2 separate regions of the Mus musculus genome follow, and region 2 is linked to region 1. Evidence: chromatin contacts called from public promoter capture Hi-C data. All regions are on one chromosome and are shown on one strand. The core of a region is the stretch at or near the end of the contact, and the rest is flanking DNA. Distances in the headings are between cores, read along the strand shown.

Region 1 (4,839 bases), core at 354-2,853:
CATGAAAGGCTGAGATGGGACAGGTAGATGACAGCATGACTTGGGAGGCCAAGGGAAGAAGTGGCCACAGGCATTTGTGATCACCACCCAAGGGTATCTTGAAGGACTCAAATCTCTCTGCTCCCTCCAGGCATCTGGAACCCTGTGCAGCATGGGTGTTGTGGGGTGTTGCCACCTCTGTGTTTTCATACAGTTTAGTAGAGTATGAGTGTGTATGCTTTTCCTGGTTACCAGCCCCCAAGGATAGCATTGGTCCTCAGCACAAGAAGGAAAGGCATGGTTCTCAGTCATGCCCCGCACACTTAGAGCCTGGCCTCTGTTCCACTCTGTGGCTCTCCCTCACCCGGGAGGCTGCTTCTTGTTTTCTCTGGGCATATTAGTGTCTGGAAGCTGGGGACAAGACCCACACTGGAGCTCTCTTGCTGGTGACTCAGGAAAGGGTAATCCCTGGCTCTATTCAAGTCAAGCATGGGGCTGGGGCGGACACTTGCCTTTCTTGCCAGAATGACCTGCATGGGATAAAGTCCAAACGAAAGTTCACTGCAGAAGCACATGGAGCAGCAGGTGCCTGTACCACCCCATTTACCCCGAGGCACATTGTACATCGACTTGACAGCAGAACACAGAGGGCGTGCTGCCAGCTCAACTTGTGTGTTCCAGACAAGAGCAGCAACAGGAATAGCAAGCAAGCACACACACACACACACACACACACACACACACACACACACACACACGTTTTTACAGAAAGTGATAGGTTACTGCAGACCATTTTACTGATACAGAAATGTTCAAAGAAGAAATTCAGCAGCCCCAGAAGATGCACCCAAGGGAGGAGAGCGAGCTGCTTGGCCTTGTTCTCACTGAAGACTTAGGAATAAACGGCCCAGGGACAGGTAGCCTTTGTTATCAGCCATATCTTGGCTGGCAGTCACTGCACAGGTGTGAGTGCCTGCTCTGGCCACAGAGAACTGCATGCGTTAGAGGAGTCATGTGTCATGCTTGCTCAGCCTGTGTCTTGGTCACTGTTCTGTTGCTATGAAGAGACTCCATGACCTCGGCAACTCTTAGAAAAGGAAACATTTAATTGGGGGCTTACTTACAGTTTCAGAGGTTAGTCCATTATCACTATGGTGAGGACGGTGAAGGCAGATAGGCAGACATAGTCCTGAAGAAGTAGTTGAGAGTTCTGCATCCTGATTCCGTAAGCAGAGAGGGACTCTCTGGGCCTGACGTGGGCTTTTGAAACCTCAGATCCCACCCCCAGTTCTTGCCCGAAGGGCACACCTCTTCATCCTTTTCAAATCCTGCCACCCACTGATGACTAAGCATTCAAACACATGAGCTGTGGGGACCATACTTACTCAAATCTCCACGGTCTGCATCTCTGGCCTCCATCTCTTTATTCAGGACCCTCAGTTGACTGAGTTAGTTTTAGCATGGACCATTTCTAGACTTCATCTTTTGGGCTGCTTGTCATATGCCGTGCGTGGACCAGAAGTCTTGAGAACAGAAGGACCTTCTAGAGGCCGGAAGGCCAAGTTCATGTCAGCTTCAAGTTCAGTGTCAGAGGGTGCACTCTTCTATCCCAATTATGAAAACTAATTCACGTCAGAGGTTTCAGCCCCCTTGTGCCATCGTGTTCCATGAGAAGATTTCAACATGGATTTTGGGAGGAGACACAGTGTGTGCAGTGTTTGTCGAATCAGGTGGCATAGATGATGGGGGTAGGGTTAGATTCTGTGTCTTCTTGGGTCTGCCTGTTGCTCCTCTTCATAGGACTTTTCCTGCACTCTGCCTCTCTTCAGGACCACAGCTCTGTTACTTCATCTTGGGGAATACTAGACCCCTTGGGAAATGCTTCTGCCACCCATTTAGGGAGAGGAAGTGGAAACTGGATTTGTAATATGTTACAATATTACATCATTGTCTGGCCTGTGATGCTCTTCCCAGAACTCCAGATGGACCCACAGCCACCTTCCCCCGTGTGGAATCCTGTATCTTGTATGGTAGCAGTGGGACACAGGGAGACGCCAGAGCATCTCATGCTGTGCTCATGCTGGTCCCCTGCCAGGTCTTGGCCTTTGCTCTATATTACCTTACCCCTTATAGTCCTAGAGTTTCTGCTGCTTAAGTGTGAGGGTTGTGCTTCGTCTGGACCCCACAGCACTAGAGAGGAAACATGCTGATGGCTGGAGAAAGAGGGACCCAGGGAGCTGCTATACAAGTGGGTGTTGGCAGGCCTATGTATGCTGTTACGCGTGTGGCCTAAGTCCTTGGAACTGCTCGAAGGCTGTTTCTGCTGGGCAGACATAGTCCATTGGGAGGTGGGGTCACAGCTACCCTACCAATGTGAACTTGAGTCTAACTACTAAGTTCATCAAAAGCAGATTAATTCAATACTCCCTGGACTTCTACATGAAGGTAGATGGTAGGATGTGATCAGCCTTGTATTCCTGACTGAATCGCAAGTACTCATAGCATTCTTAAAGCTGCTGGATGGTGATAGCAGCCTTCACTGAGCTGTGACCTAGATGGTGCGCTCTTCATCCTGCGATGTCCTGGGAACAGGGGCTCTGACCTTCAGTCATCCTAGGTCTTAGAGACACTACTACATGCAGCCTCTGCTCTTTTTTGGTTTTTCCAGACAGGGTTTCTCTGTGTAGTCCTGGCACTCACTCTATAGACCAGGCTAGCCTTGAGCTCAGAAATCCACTTGCCTCTGCCTCCCAAGTGCTGGGGTTAAAGGCGTGCACCACCACTGCCCGGCTGAGTTCTTAGTTCTTAGTCCTTGCAGGCTAGAAAAAGCAGACCAGTGAGAGAACAGGCTCCAAGGTGCCCATTCAACACATAGGTCTATAGTCCATGCCATGGTAGAAGGAGAATAGCTGTCTGTTGCTGGACATCGACATCTGTGAGTGGGTCTCAGTGTGGATCTCCGAGGAGGCGAGGGTAGCTGTCGGTGAGGATGCTCCTCCCTCACATAGTTACCATTTAGGAATTATGTGTTTCCCTGAAAGAGTTTTTATCATGGTTCATGGTAAAGGGCATAAACCTGGAGTCCATTCACCAGTTTGGAGAAAGCTGTTTGGTGTATAATGTGGTCTAGGGTTCCTGCACTTATACTTGCTAGGACTTGCAACCTACACAGGGTCTGGCTCTGTCCAACCTATAAAGACCTCAAGGGAGCAGGCTGCTCAAGCCTAGAGTCAGTTCTCTTAAGAAGTATAGTTCAGGTCAGCAGGGAATGTGAAGCCCACTGAGCTCTGAGAATCCCCCAAAGTTTAGCCAAAGCCCAGGCTTGGCAGCCACTGGCCTGGATCCTTGTGGGATGGAGTGGTCTTCGTGGCCCTCCTGTGAGAACATGGTGCTGACAGTGAAAGATGCTAGAAGATAGATAGGCCATGGTTGTCCAAGTGGAGGAGTCTTCTGTCTTCAGAACAGCTCTGCAAGAACACTCCACCCCCACCATCCCAGGACCTGGAGGCAGATTCCAAATTATGTCAAGGTCTGAGAAGCCTGAGTTGACAGTTGAGTCTCATTGTTGGGGTTGTGGGGGCAGCGTAAGGTGTGTGCTGCTGTTCGGAAAGACATTACCTTGTTGAAACACTGACTTGAGCGTCTTTTCTTCACTTACTTTTCTGATTTAGGCAACAGGAAGCTGTCCAGGAAAGATTCTGCGAGGAAATGAAGCCCTTCACCTACAGTCATCGCTCTTGTTGACATTGTCAGCGGCGGTGGTGCTAGAAATTGAACCCAGAGCCTTAGCTTCCCAGTCATTTGCTCTGCCACTTGCTTGATTGTGGGAGTGTCCACAAGGCACTAGTGGTTTTCAGCCTGGGTGTGCGCTTTGCTAGAAACGACATCCAGAGCCTTGTGCTTACCCATCCCACAACCCTAGCCTGGCCTTCAGTGGGCTGCTCCCGTGCAGTCGGGTTCTCTGCCTCCTTACTCAAGCCCCAGGTCAGATAAGCATGGCCATCTCCATACTCTCCTGAGGCAGCCTTGTGACTGCTATCCTCAGTAATTCTAGTGTGAATTCCTAGGAGTCAGCTAAGGAATGTGCCTTTCAAGGGTCAGTAAGTAGTCTTTAGCAAGGCCTTAGGACTCCTGTGCTCCATACCTCAGCAAAGAAGGAAGTCGAGAGAATTTTGCAGTAAACAGAAGTCACTGTTGAAGTAGGCTTGCAACAAGAAGGGCCCAGACTCACCCTTCACCCAGGAACTGTAGCCTCTCCTTTTAAAGGGAAATAAAGCTGCTTCCAGGGAAACAGCACACCCCGTGGCTCTGCCTCACACCCTGAATGCTTTAAGATCCAGCCTTGAAAGACATCCCATAGTGTTCTCAGGTGTAGCAGTTGAAGGAAGGAGTTTCTAACAGAAGCCTGTACGGGGCCAGCCCACAGAATGCTTACAGTGGGCTACACCACCACTTTCCACTTTACCCAGCTGTCTGCAGGAAGGGCCCCATGGGCTTTACCATGTGCCTGCGCCCTTAAGGCTGTTAGAATTCTGGCTTCTGCGTGGAATGCAGACTTAGTGGCCACTGTAATAAAGTGGGCCCTGCTGGCTCCGCCTGGCCAAGTGTGGACAGCAGACTTAGTGACTGCTGAGATTGACAGCTGTGTGCAGTGTCTCTTGGTGGTGGTCTGTCTGACTCTGGCCCAGGGCACCCTAGGCAGAATCACCCTGTCCCCCACTATGCACCATCAGGAAACTCCTATTTCTTGAGAAAGAAGCGCACTCACGCCCAGGGAGGGATCTGGCTTCTTCCCTCTCGTACGGACCACTATTGTGTTTATAAAGAGAGAAAGAGAAAGGGGGGATATGTTCTATGGAG
Region 2 (4,819 bases), core at 937-3,436, 480 kb before region 1:
CCCAGCCTCGAGCTAACTTTTCAAAGATATTTGTATTCCGACTCTTGGGAAGTCACAAACGTAAAATGTAGTTTGGGACTAGGTTGGGAAAGCACAAGCTCTGAGGTGGGAGGGTAGCATGGCCTTGCCTTTTAGTTTGCACTGCCATAAAATAGGCACACTGAATACCTGAGCTATTTAATCTTTGTTGGGACTCTGTAGGTTGATATTATGGCCTCCATTTTTAGAAATCTGGAATTAGGCCTATCAAGATTAGGTTCTTTGCAACATCACTTTAAATGGCAAAGGCTTGAGTCCAGATTTGTCAGACATCAGAGTTGATGTCGAGAAACTAATGTGTTCTACTCACTCCTTTTCCTTCCATGCTGGGAATCAAACCTATGCCCTTATATAACTTGACAAGTACTTCTCATGAAATTATACCCAGAGTCCTTTGCAAACCCCTTTTTCCCTCAATTGAAAAATACAATCATATTTTAGTTTGATGCAGTTTCATGAATCTTGGGTTGCCCTCAAGCTCGGTGTTTACCGGAGGATGGAGCCATGCATATTTCCCAAGTGCTGAGATTACAGGTATGCACCGCCACACTGGTTTATGTGGGAACGAAGGCTGAACCCAGGCTTTGTGCACTAGGAAAGCACTGCAGCATCTCAGCTACAGTCTCAGCCCAGATTCTCAGTCTTTAGTATCATTAGTATGTCTGACGAGTAATGCCTAATTTCTGAGAGAGAGCTTGCTAAGAGAGGAGTGATTCTGCTTTAGTAGATATTTACAAAAAAACAAACAAACAAACAAACAAAAAACCCAACGTATGATGAGTGAGCTAAGAAGGTGGCTTATATTTGACCCGGCATATATACAACAGGGAGTATTAGCAAAACTCCAGCATTAACTGTTAATCAGAAAATCATTTTCACTTTTGTGCTCTGGCTTTTGCTACAATATACATACACACAGTACTAAGGTGTTTTTGTTTTTGTTTTTGGACAGGGTTTCTCTGTATAGCCCTGGCTGTCCTGGAACTCACTTTGTAGACCAGGCTGGCCTCGAACTCAGAAATCCACCTACCACTGCCTCTGTGATTAAAGGTGTGCGCCACCATGCCCAGCTTTATTTATTTATTTTTTTTGCGCGGGGGTGGGGGGGTGGGGGGGTGGGGTGTTTGTGGCCCATGACTTTGCCTTGGAGACTTGTTTGTTAATGCAGACGAGGAATTTTGTGATTGACTGGAAAGGCTAGAGGGTTCCACAAAAACCAAATTCAACCTAAGAGCAGACTTGGAAAGATGACTAGTTTCCACAGGTGAGCAGACAGAACTCTCCAGGCCTTCCAGTTCATTCGCCTAACACCCTTTAAGCATGCTAGCTAATGGATTTGTCACAATTGTAGCAGAGTAACTCTGGAACCATACTGCCGTATATTTTCTTCCAGGTAGACAATCTCAGACTGAGGGTAGTAACTGCCATCATGAAGAAAGAAGAAAATGGAAGAGAAAGTGAGACAGGCGGGAAAGTTGGGCATCTGTCACCAAGATTCTGCTTATCGATAAAAGAGATGGAGGTCGAAAGAATTCAAGGAACTTACAAATCCTTCCGCTTGTTCCTTTCCTGCTCATGTCAGATGAAAACATTTAGTGTGGTACGTGTGTAAAACAGGCTTGGAGTCACTTTCAGGACTCGCCACTTTGCTCTTTTCTCCTATCTCTTAGAGCACACATATAATAAATAACTCAAGTCCCCTCTAGATTTACTGCAAGTCCTGACTTGCTGTGTTCCTAGGCAGATTACCTGTTTGGTCCACGTTTGCCAAGGGCAACCCCTGTGCACAGAGGACAATAAGGAACTCCCGTGCTAAGAGAGTGCAGCTCCGGGAGCCCAACACTTCAGACCCAGGCCTTGGCCACCCGCGGCCTCCCGTCCAGCGTGCCCCGCACCCGGAGCCCCTGATGGTGCCCCGTATTCACCTGTAGCGCCCGCAGCCAACGCGGCGGCCTTCACTACACGCCTCATGTCCAGAAGCTACAGGCTTGCACAGCGACCTAGGGCAGAGACAACTGGGAGAGTGGGCAGGGGGCGGGGACTGAGGCCCGGGGCGTGTCAAAGCTGAAGTGGGCGTGGAAACGGGGCAGGGACGGGGCGCGAGTCCGGGGTGCCCAATACCCTTCAGGGAGCTAGACCGCTGAAGAGAGCTGGGCGAGCAAGGGGCGGGGCGTGAGACCTGGGGCGGGGTCACGAGACGCGGAGCTTGACTGACGGCGGGACGAGCGGGGGAGTGGCGGGTGCGGCGTGAAGCGACCTTCTTTTTCGTTACATTAAAATACTTATTGTATCGAATGCAAAAGCAGAAAGCAATCACGCGACACCACTGTGGTCTTAGAAATACAAAACATTTGGAGAAAGTGCCAAGGCGCTTGAGATGACCAATGGCTCTTTTCGGTGGTCTGCCCCACCCCTACGCATGCCCAATAGAAGTGTTTGCGGCTATAGGCCGGAACCTGTGTGTGGCGGAACTTTAGGCTCTGAGCTTCAGGTTGCATAAGGCGTGTGTTTGGCGTACTGCTTCCGGCCGGCCGGCCGGCTCGCAGCACTCGCGTGGTGCCGTAGTGTGTAGCTATGGCGCCTCGCGTGTTTCGTCGACAGACTCTGGAACGGTGTCTGAGGGAAATCAGGAAAGCCACCAACCGACCGGAGTGTTTCCTCACGTAAGTACAGATCCAGGTCTGGGAGAGAGCAGCGCGCATCTCACCGGTGCTGGGCGGGCCAGCATATGGCAACTTCTGAAAGCCAGGAAGGGAAAGTACAGGTCGCTTAGCCCCAACTTCAGACAGTTTTTGCTCCGTTGGCCTGTCAAAATGCTAAAAGTAAAAGCGGCTCGGTGCAGATTTCCTAGTTGTGGGCTATTGCACTAAGCCCAGTTATTCGCGTCCAGAGAGGCTCATTGAGGGCGGAATATGCTTTCTGAATTTGTCCCCAAAATACACACTGAAAGTACGTACTTGTTGCTTGTCAATGCATTTTCATGACTTGTGGTGGAGACCCACAGCCAGACAGTAGACGAAGCTCGGAGAAGCCCGCAGAAGAGGGAGGAGGGGTGACTGTAGGAGCCATAGGGGTCCCAGGACACCACAAGAACATGGCCCACAGAATCCACTAACCAGGGCTCAGGGAGGGGCCCACAGAGACTTTACTGGCTATCAAGGAGCCTGCGCTGGTTAGCGCTGGGTCCTCTGCATATATATTGTGATTGTTAAGCTTGGGATTTTTGTGGAACTTGTAGCAGTGGCAGTAGGCTCTTGGAGCTCTTGTACCCCTGCCGGATTGCCTTGAAATGAGGGGTTGTGTTTGGTTGATATCTCTGGAAGCCTACTTTTTCTGAAGAGAAACGGAGGAGTACTGTGGATCTGGAGGAGGTGAGGAGGGAGAAGAGGCTGCAATTGGGATGCTTTGTAGGAAAGAAAAATAAATTTAAAAAAAATAGGAGAGACTTCTTTCTTCCCAGCACTTTGATTAAGTTCTGTAAAATTATGACTCTGACTTATTATTTTTTAAATATTTTTTATTATTACGTATTTTCCTCAGTTACATTTAGAATGCTATCCCAAAAGTCCCCCATACCCTCCCCACTACTTCCCTACCCACCCATTCCCCATTTTTTGGCCCTGGCATTCCCCTGTACTGGGGCATATAAAGTTTGCGTATGACTCTGACTTATAATGAAAATCTTAGCAACAGTATCACAGACTCATTGTGTCCAAAATAGAGCTCCTTACCCCCTCCTGTACTCTTCTCTCCCCTGAAGTCATTTCCCTGTTTCCATTACGTTTACGGCCCCACGAAAAGGCAGTTCTATCATTTCATTTATTTAGATTCAGCTAGTCTGCTTCCTTGATGCTTTCATTTTTCTCTGTCCTATTTTCTCTATCCCCTTTAGCATCCTGCCTACGCTATATTTAGACACTGATTCCTAGTTGTCATACTGACTGCGTCTCCAACATAAAAATCCTTTGCGATGCTTCATCAGCTTTCTAACAACTCAACTCTATCGTGCTTTTTGTTTCCACATTGTAAATTATCATTTCAAACTTCAGCCTGCAACTCTGTTCTCATTACGCTTAAAGTGTTCCTGTCTTAGAACTCTGCGTGGTTTCTGTCTTGCCACCCCCCCCCCCCCAGCTTCTATAACCTCAGCCGTACACTCTGCCTCCTCAGTCACACTACAGCTGTCTTGGTCTTTCTGTTCTTCACATTGTCTGAAAACCAGAGTTATGTGTTTCCACATCTGTACAGGATACTCTATTTTACCTGTAGGTCTCAATCCCATTTCAGATATCATATCCTTAGATAATTTTTCTCAAGCTTAAAGCCAGGTGGGAATCACTTGCCAAACGACTAATAGGTGAGGAGTATGTATGATGCAGATTTGAGGATTTAAGGCTGACTTCCTGGGTATCTCCAGGCAAGTAGATGCGTAAGCTTCAGTATATACAGCAAAGTCAGGTTTTTAGTTTTTACGGTCTGGCTCATCAGCAGGGTACTGTTGGGAACTAGAGTCTGTACTTAAAATTGATGCTTCATTTACATTTTAATTTGCAAATACGATATGTCTTTTTCTTTTATTTAAAAATGCTTGATGCTATTGTGTATAATTCATTCTCACTTAATTTTCTTTCCAATAGAATTCAGAATGGACTAGCATCAAACTTCACATCTTTAACAAAAGTTCTATATGATTTTAATAAAGTATTAGAGAATGGCCGAATCTCTGGAAGTCCTTTACAGAAACTTGAGATAAACAGTTTTGATGATGAGCAGATTTGGC

Evidence for each region. Promoter capture Hi-C pulls out the DNA fragments that hold promoters and counts their contacts.
Region 2: a promoter capture Hi-C map of hematopoietic stem and progenitor cells shows a contact between it and region 1, with 5 times the contacts expected there. The contact joins the promoter of Mcee here to the promoter of E030018B13Rik in region 1. A contact is called at or near these places in 10 of 39 promoter capture datasets (the 3T3-L1 cell line, the C10 cell line, the HPC-7 cell line and 5 more), 1 of 484 Hi-C or Micro-C datasets (uterus), 8 of 115 datasets of contacts at active chromatin or transcription factors (the 230-238 cell line, acute myeloid leukemia, bone marrow-derived dendritic cells and 4 more) and 1 of 9 other capture datasets (liver).

What each region holds. Positions count from the first base shown.
Region 1 is chr7:63,913,621-63,918,459 of GRCm38.p6, reverse strand. E030018B13Rik (RIKEN cDNA E030018B13 gene) reads right to left here and starts at 1,603. Exons shown (of 3, transcript NM_001256311.1): 1 at 1,365-1,603. The coding sequence starts at 1,398. All of the region lies in intron 1 of Klf13 (Kruppel-like factor 13), which reads left to right.
Region 2 is chr7:64,389,989-64,394,807 of GRCm38.p6, reverse strand. Mcee (methylmalonyl CoA epimerase) reads right to left here and starts at 2,186. Exons shown (of 3, transcript NM_028626.2): 1 at 1,965-2,186. The coding sequence starts at 2,010. Mphosph10 (M-phase phosphoprotein 10 (U3 small nucleolar ribonucleoprotein)) reads left to right here and starts at 2,572. Exons shown (of 11, transcript NM_026483.2): 1 at 2,572-2,702; 2 at 4,677-4,819. The coding sequence starts at 2,614.